Linked DNA regions of Mus musculus: all the other regions are linked to region 3. Evidence: chromatin contacts called from public promoter capture Hi-C data. All regions are on one chromosome and are shown on one strand. Each heading gives the region's core, a stretch centred on a gene start, on an enhancer-like site or on the middle of the called end of the contact. The rest is flanking DNA. Distances are from core to core; before and after follow the strand shown.

Region 1 (4,561 bases), core at 918-3,417, 200 kb after region 3:
TTTTAAAACATACTAAGGCCGGGTGTGGTGGCACACGCCTTTAATCCCAGCACTTGGGAGGCAGAGGCAGGTGAATTTCTGAGTTCGAGGCCAGACTGGTCTACAAAGTGAGTTCCAGGACAGCCAGGGCTATACAGAGAAACCCTGTCTCAAACAAACAAACAAACAAACAAACAAACAAACAAACGAAATGTTAATAAGCTAAAGAAAAGCCTCCAGTAGGCAGGGGATGTGGCTCAGTTGGTAAAGTGCTTACCATACAAGCATGGACCGGAGTTCAATTCTAAGCACCCACATAAAAGCCAGGTGTGCCAGGTGCTCCTGGCACTGAGGGACTGGTGGTAAGAGATCTCTGGATCTCACGGGCTAGGTAATCTAACTAGGTCAGTGAGCTCTAGGTTCCGTAGGGTACTTCATAGTAACACTAAGGTATAAAGAGCGTGATTGAGGGAGGATACCAGCCTCAGCCTCTGGCCTCTAACATGTATGCACACATAGGAACATGTACACAGGCATACACTATATCACACATTTTTTTTTTTTTTTTTTTTTTGCTGGTGTTCTTCAATCAAAGTCTAGCAAGCAAAGCCACATCATTCCCACAGACACCTATAGCATCAACCTCTGCCAGCCTGGCCTAAGAACCTCTGACTTTCTTCAGGGGTTCCAGGAATAGGTGGCTTACCCACCATCCTGGGTACTCAGCATGGAGTCTGGTCACAGCAGGGCGAATCACCTTGTAAGGTGGTGTTCCTCATTATAGGATGGGCTGGACAGCTTCCCCTCTGTCCTTTGACCAGGCGTGGTTAATAGCTTTTTATTATTTTGTATATTATTGTATATGTGAAAGCTCATACCCACCACAGCACATACAGCGAGCACCATGTGCAAGTCAGGACAACTCCCTCCCTCCCTCCCTCCCTCCCTCCCTCCCTCCCTCTTTCTTTTAGAATAAGTTATTTATTTTATGTATATGAGTACACCATTGCTCTCTTCAGACACACCAGAAGAGGGCATCAGATCCCATTACAGATGGTTGTGAGCCGCCATGTGCTTGCCGGGAATTGAACTCAGGACCTCTGGAAGAGCAGTCGGTGCTCTTAACCTCTGAGCCATCTCTCCAGCCCCAGGACAGTGTTCAGGAATTGTCTCCTTCCACCAGAGATTGAACTCATGTCATCAAGCTTACATGACAAACATTTTTTTTTTTAATCCACTGAGTCACCACAAAATAACCCATTTTGGTTCTTGGAGGAAGGCCCAGGAAGTATATATATCAAATCTGTGTCTGAGAACCCAGGGACAGCCAGCTACATGTGCCCCACAAACATGGGTGGGTGGGTGCTCAGAGGTCCTTGCAGGCTCATGCAATCTTGCTTAGGTTCAACATCACTCCTCAGATTCATCTATAGAGCACCAGGCCACACACTGACATGGCACTTTGGCCATCTCCCCAGATTGCGAGGCCTTCCCATGTTGGGTCTGTTAACCGCACTTGGCTGGGCCATGAGGTGCCAGGTCAGAATGATAGCTGTGTATGTGTTCTTTTCTAGTACCCAGAGCAGGAGACTGTAAGTCTCTTCATCCCAACCCAGGCTGTGGGTGCTATCATCGGGAAGAAGGGGGCACACATCAAACAGCTCGCTCGATTTGCTGGTGCCTCCATCAAGGTAAGATTGTTACTGCCTGTCCCCATGGGCCACCTCCTGTCAGTGCTAGAGAATTCTCACAGCACCTAGAGATGGCCATTCCTGTCAGCTCCCATTCTTCATCTTAGTCCTTTCCTGTTCAATCAAACCAAAGTTAGAAGAAAGAACTAGTAATGACCAAACCTGATCCTCCAAGGGTTGGCACTGTCCCCTCTTCCCGAGAAGATAGAGAAGGCCCACATGAGCAGAATGAGCATCTATGCCTAGCACTCAGCATGTTGATGCTCCTTAGCCCAGGCTTCAAGGACTTACAGACTGTGGGAACGCAAACTGAAGAACTTTCTGGAAAGTGCTGATAAGATCATAGGCAGACAAAGCTGATAGTGTCTCCTGTTAAGAGGCCAGGACTGAGCCAAAGTCTGGGAGAGGGAATTCCCCTTGGTTTGCAACACTGATGTGTGCAGATGTGGCTGCAGCCCATGTTCTGCCCCCTCAGTTGTCAGTGATTGTTTGCCACAGATCTGCCTCAAGCCCAGCTGTTGCTCTGACTCAGCGCGAGGCCGTGACTCCGAAAGCCCCCGTGAAACGCTTCCGGAAATGCTTTTCATTGTTACGGGAAAGAATTTGCTACCATGAGACAACCCAGAGTTATGCCAAGTCTCATGACTTGGAGAGAGAATGCCTACACTTTTCCCCTGAGAGCTGGAGTTTCTCCCACAGCCAAGTGTGACAGGGAAGAAAACCAAAAACAAAGCATTCTGAGTTGTGCATTATGAGGACAGTGGTGGCCCTGGGAAAGATGGCATCTTGCTGTACTCTCAAGCTGCATCCATCTGTGCTTGCAGTTAGGGGTTCACATTTGCACTGGGGGTTAGCTAGCCCACGGTGGGCTGGGCATGATGAGAGTGTGGGGTGCTTTATGCCCGATGGCTTGGCACGTATAATACCCTGGCCTAGATGATGCAGACAGCAAGGATGAGGATGACCATAGTCTGCAGTGCCCAGAGATCTTTCTTAGTGCCTAACGCTGTAGTCTGAGATGGTTAAACACAAAACAAAACAAAACTCTACAGTGAGACAGCTTGGACCGAAGGGCTTTGAGGGTTTCCTTTATTCAAACCTCAGTTTACAGGAAAAAAGCAAGACACAGAGAATAAGGCTCATTGAGACACCTAAGTGGTCAGCCTCAATCTTAGACAGAAATTCCACTGGCCACTAGGATCCTGAGGTCCTGAGGCAGACCAGACCACAGTACCTTCTTGGTCTCCTCAGCAGGTGGAATGACTGCCTGGAGCTACCAGATCCAGATCAACTCTGTTGTTGACTTCTCTTCCTCTTCCTGTACAGAGTTTTTAAGTCAGAGTGTGCTGGGGGTGGAAATGTAACAAGAACCCAACGGGGGCTTGGCCTCTGTGGCTTTCCCTAGCTGCAGAGGGATCCACAACCCCTTTCTTGACTCTAAAGCCAGAACCAGGTGACTGAAGCTGCCTAGTTCTCACGCTTACTGCAACTGGAACTCGGCCCCTCGAGTCATTTCATCAGCTTTCTGTCTTTGATGGTTTTCTTCACTGCTTAAGCCTTTGTCTAATTCCTCTCCACAAGTCCGAAGCTTGGCTGGGTGAGGTCTTGCTCTGAGATCACGATCTTCCTTATTCCATTTAGTATAAGGCTTTTCTTTAAACTTTTATCTCCTTGAACACAATAAATACATAGCTCCACTACACCTCCTGGTGCTCCTATTCTCTTCAGACTGTACATTTTATATTTTTCCTTGGTTGGCTTATGAGAGTGGCCACATGACAGAGTCAGTACTAGGCTGTCTTGAAATCTCTGCCAATGCCATTAATCCAAAATGCTCTAATTTAGCCTCAGATAGATTTTTTTTTCCCCCTAAAATACCACAGGAGTGGTCTCCAGGCCATTTACTGTATTCTTCCCTCTGAAATGTCTTCACCTGGGCCTCCACAGTTCAAATTGCCCTCAGTGCTGTCTTCATGCTCCTATTGGTAATGGCCCCGTAAGCCCTGCATTCAGGTGCATTCAGCTCCTTTCCTAATCCAGAGTAGCAACATTCACATTCCACCACCAAACAGCCGGTCTCAGCCACACTCCGCTCGCGGTACCAACTTCTGTCTTAGTGTTGTGCTCTGAAGAGACACTATGACAACTCATAAAGCATTCAGCTGGGGCTGGCTTTACAGGTTCAGAGGTTTAGTCCATTTCCATCATGGCAAGAAACATGGTAGCACAGCCAGATGTGGTGGTCTGGAGGTCTACATTAGATCCATTGGTAGCAGGAAAGACACTGGGCCTGACCTAGGCTCCTAAAACCCCAAAGCCCACCTCAGTGGCACACTTCCTCCAACAAAGCCACACCTGCTAATCCTTCTAAACTAATGCCACTCCCTAAGCATTCAAATGTATGAACTTCTGGGCCCATTCTTATTCAAACCACCAGATACCTTTAATCAAACTATTGGTGAGGTCTTTGTATTCTCACAGGATTAAAAAGCTTGCTGGCTCCATCTTCCCAATGGGGAAGGAAGTGCATAAGGAGAAAGGTTTGCAGAGCTGTGGCTGGAACCAAGGCAGCCTCTTTTACTGACAGACATACCTGCTCTGCCTTCCTAATCTTTACAGCTGGCTCATGTGTGCTGTGAGTTAGAGCCAGGGTGACCTTTCCTGCAGCTACATAGGGACTGGACAATGCTGCCGACTAACCCTTCCTTCCCTCTAGGCCCTGGGGGTTGCCAGAACCTGTATCTGCTAGGACTTGGATGCAGGGAGAGGCAGTAACTACTGACCTGCTCGGACCTGCTCTGGGCAGCCAATGGCTCAGACTTGATACTGAGAATTAAGGCCATGACTTCCCTAAGACCAGGGCTGAGGCAGCACAACGTCAGACAGGGCAT
Region 2 (4,281 bases), core at 16-2,515, 140 kb after region 3:
CAACTTGGGCAACTTGATTTGCATCTTCTACCATGAGGATCTCAGAGATCAGTTCGGGTCATCAGGCTCAGAGACAAAAACATTTACCTGCCGAGCCATTTTGCCAGTTCTAACTTGCTTTCTGTAGCTTTGCCCTGGCTATATTTTCTGTACACAAATACAGTTGGAATACGAAACTGAATAGCTGCTTTAAAATACTATCATGAGGATACATGAAACATTACTTTTCAATGAGTCAGTAAGCAGATGGGTAAAACCACACACCTTTCATCTGTGCAGTTGGTTCTCTCTCTTTTCTTTCTTTTTTCTTCCTTTCCTTCCCCTTTCTTTCTTTTGAGACGGGGATTCTCTGTGAAGCCTTAGCTGTTTTGGAACTCACTGTGTAGACCAGGCTGGCCTCTAACTCACAGAGATCGTCCTGCTTCTACCTCCCAAGTGCTGGGGTTGTCTCTCTCTTTTTATTTGGGTTCTGAGGCTGGGACCAAGGTTGCCAGGATTGCCTGCAAGCCCCTGCCCCTAGCTCCCTGCTTCATAAAGAGTCTAACAGCATACTTGAAGCATAGACTGGTTGGTTACCTTATGCTTTTTCCAAGCTTTGCAGTCTGGTGTGTCTCTTGTAAATTTTTAACTTCTTTTCTTGGAGGGGATTGTGTCAAGTCTTACTGTGTAGTCCAAGCTGGCCTCCAACTCGTGGTGAGCTCCCTACCGTGACCTCTCAAGCCTAGGACTGATGGTGCCTCAGTTGATGGCTACTTAAAATCCTTTCAGGCTTCTTTGCTTTTTTCTGTTCTGTGCAGTCTGTCAGGTTTTAAAAAGCCCTTGTCACCTGTTATAGTAAGAACAACACAGCTGTAGAAACTTCTCCTCGTGTGCGTTTGCTGGATGGGTAGCCCCTCCGGTGTGACTCACGGGTCCTGAGGAAGATAAGTAGTGCTGACCTGAGTCGGCCACTCACTGGTCAGCCAGCTCCGATCACCTCTGCCTCCACACCCTGGCTCCACAGTCAGGCATTTATCTTCCTGTCAAGTTTCCTTGGAGTGAGAGCCTGCAGGCTTGTAACTCAAGATGCAAAGGAAACACTGTAACACTTAAAATGCTGTGCGGGTGGACCCTGTTGCTTTCCTTACACAGTATGGTGAGCCTGTGTCCTTTGATTTTGCCTATCATGACAAAGCCTGTTTTCCCAGGTCAGGGTGAATCCCCAGAGAAGCCCCAAGAAGTAGGGTTTCCCCTAGCCAGGCTTCCTCTTAACTGTGTAGTGGTGCCTGGTAGGCAGGAGTAGCAGCTTCATTTCTGAGTGAGCTGTACACCCACAATCTCCCTTCTGCTGAGACAGCATTGTGGATGAATGAGGCTAGGAAGGAGACCATCAGAAGCCATGTTCATGGACCTGGCACAAATCACTAGGGCTGACCTTACAGAGGGAAGAATGTAGTAGCCACCATTGAAGGAAAGTCTGAAAAAATAGTTCATTCGTTCATTCATTCATTCACAGTTTGGTCAATGTCTACTAGGCTGTATGTAAGCATGACCCCCCACACACACACACACCCCCAGTGCTGACTTTAAAAACTTGTGGCCTCCATGCCCGGCTTATTTCGTATCTCTTGAGACCTGGCTTTGTCTATGCATACAGAGAACTGGAGAATAAATAACGAAGCAGTGGCTTTAAAACTGAATGTCCTCCTTTGGTCAGTTGGCTCCAGCATTTAAGAGTTCATGCTTTGAGAACCTTTGTTGCCCCTTCATAACTTTGTGAGTTTAAAGCTTTAAATAAAAAGGGCTTATTGATCTGCGAGAAGCCTCAGAGTGTGGCCCTCCACCACTAGAGGGCAGCGCGGCCTTAGTCACATGATCTGAACCTGTCGCTTTGCTGGAAGCTTCCTTCTCTTCTGTATTCCCTTCCTAAGGGATTGCTATATGCATCCCTTAAAATATAATGTAAACAAAAAGTATTTAATATCAAATGATCTCTTGAAATAGCTAAATTGTTAGCTTTCTAAAAGGGTTTAACATGCAGTCATTTATCCTCATTATCATGTTTTGTTCTAAGTTCATGAGTCCTGAGGAAGCCTTCACATCAGGGCTCGAGGAGTGAAGGCCCTCCCCACACCCCCTTTTGTGCCTCAGGACATCTCTCCCTGGGGAGTCTTCTTACTGGCTTCTTGTGGGCCTGTGGGGATCTGTAACAGCAGCATTCTCTTGGGAACAGGGGGTTAAGTACAGTTTATACTGTTTTGATGCCCCCAAGCTTGTAAACACCCTTTTGTTTCCTGTACTTTGCAGATGAGTAGAGAGATGTGTTTCTCTCAAGAAATAATACTTTCCCTTTTTCCCATGAAGGCACTGGTGTCCTTTAAGGGGTAGGGAATCTGATTTTGTCCACATTTTACATCTTTAATGTGTAAATTCCTGGATGTGGGATTATTGTGTGGAAGAGTGTAATCATAAAGGGACTTGATAGTTACTACCAAATCAGTTTCCCAAAAGAGTATAGGAAAACATTTTTGCCCTAACATATATTCCAGGACTACACTCCCCATTTCAACGTCTTCATCTTCATGGTATTTTATAATTACAAACAGTTTTCTAAGTAGTGGATCCTTTTATTTCTACTTCAGAAGTACATTCCTAGTCGGTGACGTATATTAGGAAATGGCTCAACCAGGTAATGTTTCAAATGGGTGTTCTTTATTCCTCTGTTGGAAATGTGTGAGGCACGTGTGTCTGGTAAGGCCCCAAGAAGCGTGGCAAGAAGGAGATCTGTTTAGCTTGGCATCTACAACAGTTTGCTTAATCACAGGGTCCTTTTTAACGACGACATGGTGGTGCTAGCTGGTGGAAACAGGACTGTGGTTTGGAAGGTGATGGTGGTAAGATGTATTGGGAGTTTTTAGAAAGTAGTCTATTAGGGCTGGTGAAATGGCTCAGCAAGTAAAGAAAGGCACTTGCTGCCAAGCCTGACCATAACATGGTGGAGTAGGAACCAGCTCCAACCAGCTGCCCTCTGACCTGCAGACTCGTGTTCCCAGCTCCATATAAATAAATGCATGTAATAAAGCATCGTCAAGTTTCTTCTGGAGCTTGTGATCATGTTTATACAGTAAAGGATCTGCAGTAGTGAGACTCCATAGAAAAGCCTGAAGGAACAGATAGGCAGGTCTGAAGACACAACCCCAGGCAGAGCTTCTGGGAACTGGTTGGAAGTGGTTTGCCAAGGATGGTCGATCTCGTCATCGGGCAGGGTACCACTGAGCCTGTGGTGCTGTCTACTCTCCATCTATTTTAGGAAGGATGAGTTTGATACTATGGTGAGCTATCAAATCTGTAGAGAATGTTTAAGATACTTTGGGCAGCCATACTTGGAAGACTCCAGGAGGACAGTTGTGTGATGGGAAAACCTCAGAGCATAGGTAGGAAATGGTATATTCCTGGTCTTGGTGTTCATCAGGGCTGCGACCTTGATCAAATCCAACGTCAAACTTCTCTGTCTGATGTCTAAGAAGATACTGTGGTTGACATTGACTCTTCTTTCAGACTTGGAAAATAAAAGCAATAATCAGAACCTACCAAGCCATCTATGAATCATGACACAATGAAAAGAGTTATTTACATGTTTATATTACATTCATTTATTTGGTGTGTGTGGTCTGTGTGTGGGGTGTATACAAGTGGAGGGCTGAGGACAGGTTGTCAAAGTTGCTTCTCCTTCCACCACGTGGATCCTGGGAATTGGGCTCTGGTCATAAGACTTGGTGGCAGTGCCTTTACTGAAGTAGCCCTGATGATGCCAGCTCTTTCAAACTTTTTTTAAAAAAAAAGTTAAAATCATTCTTGGGGTTTGCTGCCTGACTTCCATACATTTATATACAACCAATAAATGCATCAACCAATGTAATTTAAAAAAAACCAAAAGGTATTCTTAGTTTGTTTAATATTAAAACAAAACCCTAAGACAAAGACAGGTGGCTGGCTGGTTGAGTTTGGCCTCCCAGCCCTGTTTGCTGACACATTTTCTGCACTGGTATACTTAAAGTACTTTTATTGCAAGGACTGACCATAGTAGCATATGCCTGTGATCTCCGAATTTCAGGCTGTGGTGTTATATAGTAAGATTCTCTTCTCTAAAACATAAACTCAAAACATAAGAAATGCCAGTGGGAGAAATGTGCAGTTGTTTGATTTGATTTTAATTTAGTAGTAAATAATTTAGGATGTTATTATACTACCTGTGGGGAAGGGAGGCCTCTCAAGACACTGCTGTTTGGAACTGAGTGTAGC
Region 3 (4,429 bases), core at 772-3,271:
CTCCTGCCCCTATTCCTCAAGTGCTGGGATTATAGGTGTGCCACCACACCCAACTCTAATGGGAAAACCATAGTAATAAGTGATCCAGAATATCTGCAGCTTAAAAATGCAAGGGTATAGCCGGGTGTGGTGGCGCACACCTTTAGTCCCAGCACTCAGGAGGCAGAGGCAGGCGGATTTCTGAGTTCGAGGCCAGCCTGGTCTACAAAGTGAGTTCTAGGACAGCCAGGGCTATACAGAGAAACCCTGTCTTGACAGCCCCCCCCCCCAAAAAAAAGCAAGGGTATGTAACTGAGGGACGGAGGTCACAGTACAGTTGTGGTGTGCTTGCCTGGAATGGTAAATCTGTGGGTTCGATCCATAGTACAGGAAGAAGAAAACTTAGACAGTAAATATTAGGGAGCTGATGTTGGCTAGTGCTGTTGGAACTAGTAGCTGGCACTAGTAATGTTGGCCAGATGTGGAGCTGCTGCCCAGGGCTGTCTGGTCTTGTTGAGGCTTGACACCATCTGGTGGACATGAGCTCACGTTGAAATGATGACGTGGTTGGTGACTGTGTAAAGCTGGGCTGGCCAGATTAACTACAGTTCTTTCATTAATTAGCTTTTGTTTTATTCATTGAAACTGCGAGTGTTGGATCATCCTGTAGCTCAGAATATTCACGGAAGCTATGTGACTGTCGCTGGGCAGTAGTGCATGCCTTTAATCTCAGCACTTGGGAGGCAGAGGCAGGTTGATTTCTGAGTTCAAGGTCAGCCTGGTCTACAGAGTGAGTTCCAGGACAGCCAGGGCTACACAGAGAAATCCTATCTCGAAAAACCAAAAAAAAAAAAAAAAAAAAAAAAACCAAACCAAACCAAACAAGAAGACTGTCAAAATGGTATTCATCTCAAGAACTCATTTGGCATGGTTTTCTATAGATATCTTCAGTGTTCTTTCATGCTATCCTTAGAGGCTAGAGGGCAGGCGGCTTCTCCCAAACAGAAATCCATTACTACAGGCCCGTTTCTCTTGAATTATTTTCTGTTTTGTGTCACTTTTTGAAGGGGGCCCGCTCATGTAGCCCAGGTTGGCCTTAAACAGCTAACTGTCCTTGGGCTCACCTCTCATGCTGCGATTACAAGGATTACAAGTGTGCACCACCCTGCCTGGCTTTCCTTTCTCCATTTCTTTCTTTCCTTTCCATTTCCCCAGGTGGGAGTCAGGGTGGGGAATGAGACCAGGTTTCTCTGTGTAATCCTGACTGTCCTGGAACTCGCTTTGTATATTCGGCTTACCTGGAACTCACAGAGATCCGCCTTAAAGGCGTGTATTACCACACCAGGCCATAGGATTGATAGTTCATAACTATAATCCCAGGATTTGGGAGGCTGACCCAGAAGGGTTAATACATTCCTAACATCAGCCTAGGCTATATAACATACACGGTGGGTTCAAGGTCAACCCAGGCAACACAATGAGGCTTTGTCTCAAACCTCAATTTGTTTGTTTGCTTTGAGCTAGGGTTTCTCCGTGTAGACCAAGCTGTCCCCAAACTCAGGGATCTGCTTGTCTCTGCCTCTTTAGTGCTGGGATTAAAGGCATGCACCATTAATGCCCGGTTTAAATTGCGAGAGTTTTAAATGGAGGTTTTATTTAGGAAGGAAAGCTCTAGAATTAAGTCTAAATAAACGGGAGGTGAGAATCCAGTGTGTGGCTGTGTTCTCTCCTAGATCATGAGAGAACAAAAGGAGAGGAAACTAGTGAGACAGAACAAAGGCATGGAGGAATGTACAACCATCTCTTCTCTTCTTCCACCCAGGACGGTTCTCTAGAAGGTTCCAGAAACGAGTGTGGCAAGGCTACGGACATCACGGTGTCCCGAGGAGACCACAACAGACGCCCAAAGGCAGGCGCACACTTTCCCGCCACGCTGTGGCCGGGTACTAGGGGAGGGGAGGGGCAGGGCGGTAAGGTAGACGTCACGTCCGGTTTGGGAAGCGCCCCTGCAGGAGAAAGCGGTTGGAAGGCGCGTCGAAGTGGGAGGGGCCAGGAAAGCGCGCCTTCGGGGGAGTGGGTGGGACCAGGTTAAAGAGCGTGGCGTCACATCCGGCAGTGTTAGACCGGTGCGGAGGTGGTGCGGAGCGTGTCGGCTTCGAGCTCCTCGCAAAAGTGTGGCGTCGCGCTAGGCTGCGGCGGAGCCTCTGTAAGGAAGGCGGGAGCTTGACAGCTTCAGGAAAGGCCCGTAGCGGTGACAGCGACCCGGAGTCATGAGCGACAGCGGCGAGCAGAACTACGGCGAGCGGGTAAGCGCGGAGTTGCGCGGGCGGCCGCGGTCCCCACCCTGCTACTTCTTCTAGGCCTCTCGGCCCGGTGCAGCCGGGTGTCGGGAGCCTGACGTGCGGAGGGAGCCGGGGCGCCGGAGGGCCTGGTGGCCGGCGCTTCTCGTCGGAGGGAGGCCGCGGGCGGGCTGTGTGCCTCGCACCCGCCACGACCGTTTTTTTTTTTTTTCCTTTCCCCCCGTTACGGGGCGGGGGGAGGCTAAAGATGGCCGCGGCGTCCGTCGGCGTTGGGGGATGGGAACGGTATCTTCTTTCGCCGTTGCTCTCCTGCGAAGCCGCGCCGCAGCCATCTTGGGCTCGCGGGCCGGGCGCGCTGCCAGAGGCACAAAATGGCGGAGCCGCCGCTCCCTGCAGCCAGGCTTTGCCGCCTCGCCACCCGGGGTCCAAGGGTGAAGCGGAGAAAAGCCACGTGTGGCCGGGAGCCTATGGGGACTGACTGATGCTTTTCGGTTGATGGAGGGCCTCCTGGTCCCGGTAAGGGACAGCTAGCTGTAGGGGGCTCTTGGAGCATCTGGAGACGGAAACGGCTGAGGGGGATTGGGGGCCCCGTTAGTTGGAGGGCTTTGTGCTACAGCGTTTCTCCCATTGTTGAGAGCTTACTGGAATAGAACGCAAGGTCGTTAGGCGTTGTTGTATAGAGCCTCCCTACCCCTGGGGGGACTTGGGAAGGAGAAACCATTGGCGACAATTGATGGCGCTATTAAACTCTGAAGTCGACGGGATTTTATTTTTAAGCTTCCACCTCCCAGAGGGTGAAAATCGGTAGAGGTTGATTAGATTGTATACAATGGGCCTGGACTAGACCCAGCCCCAAAGCTGAACAAATGAGGCGCATGTGGCGTGGCTGTAGAGTTTAGATTAAAAACTGTCACGTGAAGATGCGGAAGTCCAGGGCTCAGTGAACAGGTAATTGCAGTTTGGAAACGGCTTACAAGCATCATAAGAATGGCTGTTTTGCCCTTCCTGTACTAACGTTTTTATTTTCGCAAAAAGTTCACAGGAACACTTAACCACTAGTTCACAGTTTATTTTTTTGGTTAGTAAACTCTAAAAGGCCTTTGACGGTTTGGTAGAGAGCATTCTTGGACTTCCATGGTGAACTTGAACCCAAAAAGAGTAATTTGAACGGATGTAATCTTTTATATACGGAGATGAGTCCCTAAGACAATTTAAAGTTCAGTGTCAACCAGTGCGTGCCTTTTACCTAAGGAAAGAAAGCGATGGGGGAGTGGGACAGAATGTTGTTTTTCTGATAATGGAGAATGGGACCTAGTCTCAGTGATGGGCAAGCCCCTACTACTAAACTACATCCCAACTTGTAAGTTCGTATTGTTTGAGCTCCTAATTTCACCCACATGTACCTTACGATGTTGAGCCTGCCTTCCGAAGTTGAAGTTAGTCTGTTTAGAATTAAAAGCAAATAGTTTTTTGTTGTTGCTTTGGGACTAAATAGGTATGCATCATCATACCTGTGGAAATTTTTCCTAGTATTAGCTGTGGGTCACATTACTCAAGGGAGAAAAAAAGCAATTGAATGAAAGTGGGTACCATTTTGAAAGAGCTGAGAAATTGTTACTCCTGTTAGAGGTTTGGTTTTTTTGTTTTTAGTAAGATGCACCTTCTGGTGATTTTCAATATTTGAGGTAGAGTTACTCTATGTCCCTGTCTTGGAACTTAGCTCTGTAGACCAGGCTAGTCTCAACCCCAGGCGTTTGCCTGCCTCTGCCTCCCTAATGCTGTGGTTTAAGGTGTGAATCAACACATCCTGCTGACCTGACTACTTAATTGGAAATAATTGGGGGGAAAAAGTACTAAAAATCGACTTTCTGATTTATTTCTAAACTTGAAAGTTGTGTAATACTTAAACTCAAATTTTTTGTTTTTAGAGACTTTGTTGTAGCTCTGCCTGTATTGTATTTACCTCAAATATTGAGGTAAACTCAAATTATGTATACCAGGCTGGCTGGCTTCAAACTCATGAGATTCTCCTGCCTCTGGTTTCTGAGTACTGAGGTTAAAAACTCCTGGAGGTGTGTGCACGATCCCCTTTTTGGGCCATGTGTACAATTTTGAGCTACCTGATGTGGTGGGTAGTGGGGCACAAACCC

What was found. Promoter capture Hi-C pulls out the DNA fragments that hold promoters and counts their contacts.
Region 1: a promoter capture Hi-C map of 3T3-L1-derived adipocytes shows a contact between it and region 3, with 5 times the contacts expected there. The contact joins the enhancer-like site here to the promoter of Tra2b in region 3. A contact is called at or near these places in 4 of 39 promoter capture datasets (the 3T3-L1 cell line, 3T3-L1-derived adipocytes and macrophages), 1 of 484 Hi-C or Micro-C datasets (muscle stem cells), 4 of 115 datasets of contacts at active chromatin or transcription factors (effector CD8 T cells, embryonic stem cells, memory CD8 T cells and 1 more) and 2 of 9 other capture datasets (adipose tissue and pancreatic islet).
Region 2: a contact with region 3 is called in a promoter capture Hi-C map of macrophages, with 6 read pairs. The contact joins the enhancer-like site here to the promoter of Tra2b in region 3. A contact is called at or near these places in 6 of 39 promoter capture datasets (3T3-L1-derived adipocytes, hippocampal neurons, liver and 2 more), 3 of 484 Hi-C or Micro-C datasets (the MNK3 cell line, cerebral cortex and rod photoreceptor), 3 of 115 datasets of contacts at active chromatin or transcription factors (bone marrow-derived macrophages, embryonic stem cells and memory CD8 T cells) and 4 of 9 other capture datasets (adipose tissue, liver, macrophages and 1 more).

The regions. Positions count from the first base shown.
Region 1 is chr16:22,065,252-22,069,812 of GRCm38.p6, reverse strand. Igf2bp2 (insulin-like growth factor 2 mRNA binding protein 2) reads left to right here. Exons shown (of 16, transcript NM_183029.2): 12 at 1,554-1,670. Among named protein-coding and RNA genes, the nearest start is that of Senp2, 58 kb to the right of the region's middle. Within about 2 kb of position 2,167, at least 76 of the 459 cell types and tissues checked have an H3K27ac peak or open chromatin away from gene starts, as enhancers often do. A contact at or near this core is called in 3T3-L1-derived adipocytes, adipose tissue, memory CD8 T cells and 1 more, where this site is marked.
Region 2 is chr16:22,121,410-22,125,690 of GRCm38.p6, reverse strand. All of the region lies in intron 2 of Igf2bp2 (insulin-like growth factor 2 mRNA binding protein 2), which reads left to right. Among named protein-coding and RNA genes, the nearest start is that of Igf2bp2, 40 kb to the left of the region's middle. Within about 2 kb of position 1,265, at least 27 of the 459 cell types and tissues checked have an H3K27ac peak or open chromatin away from gene starts, as enhancers often do. A contact at or near this core is called in the MNK3 cell line and macrophages, where this site is marked.
Region 3 is chr16:22,263,597-22,268,025 of GRCm38.p6, reverse strand. Tra2b (transformer 2 beta) reads left to right here and starts at 2,021. Exons shown (of 9, transcript NM_009186.5): 1 at 2,021-2,285. The coding sequence starts at 2,250.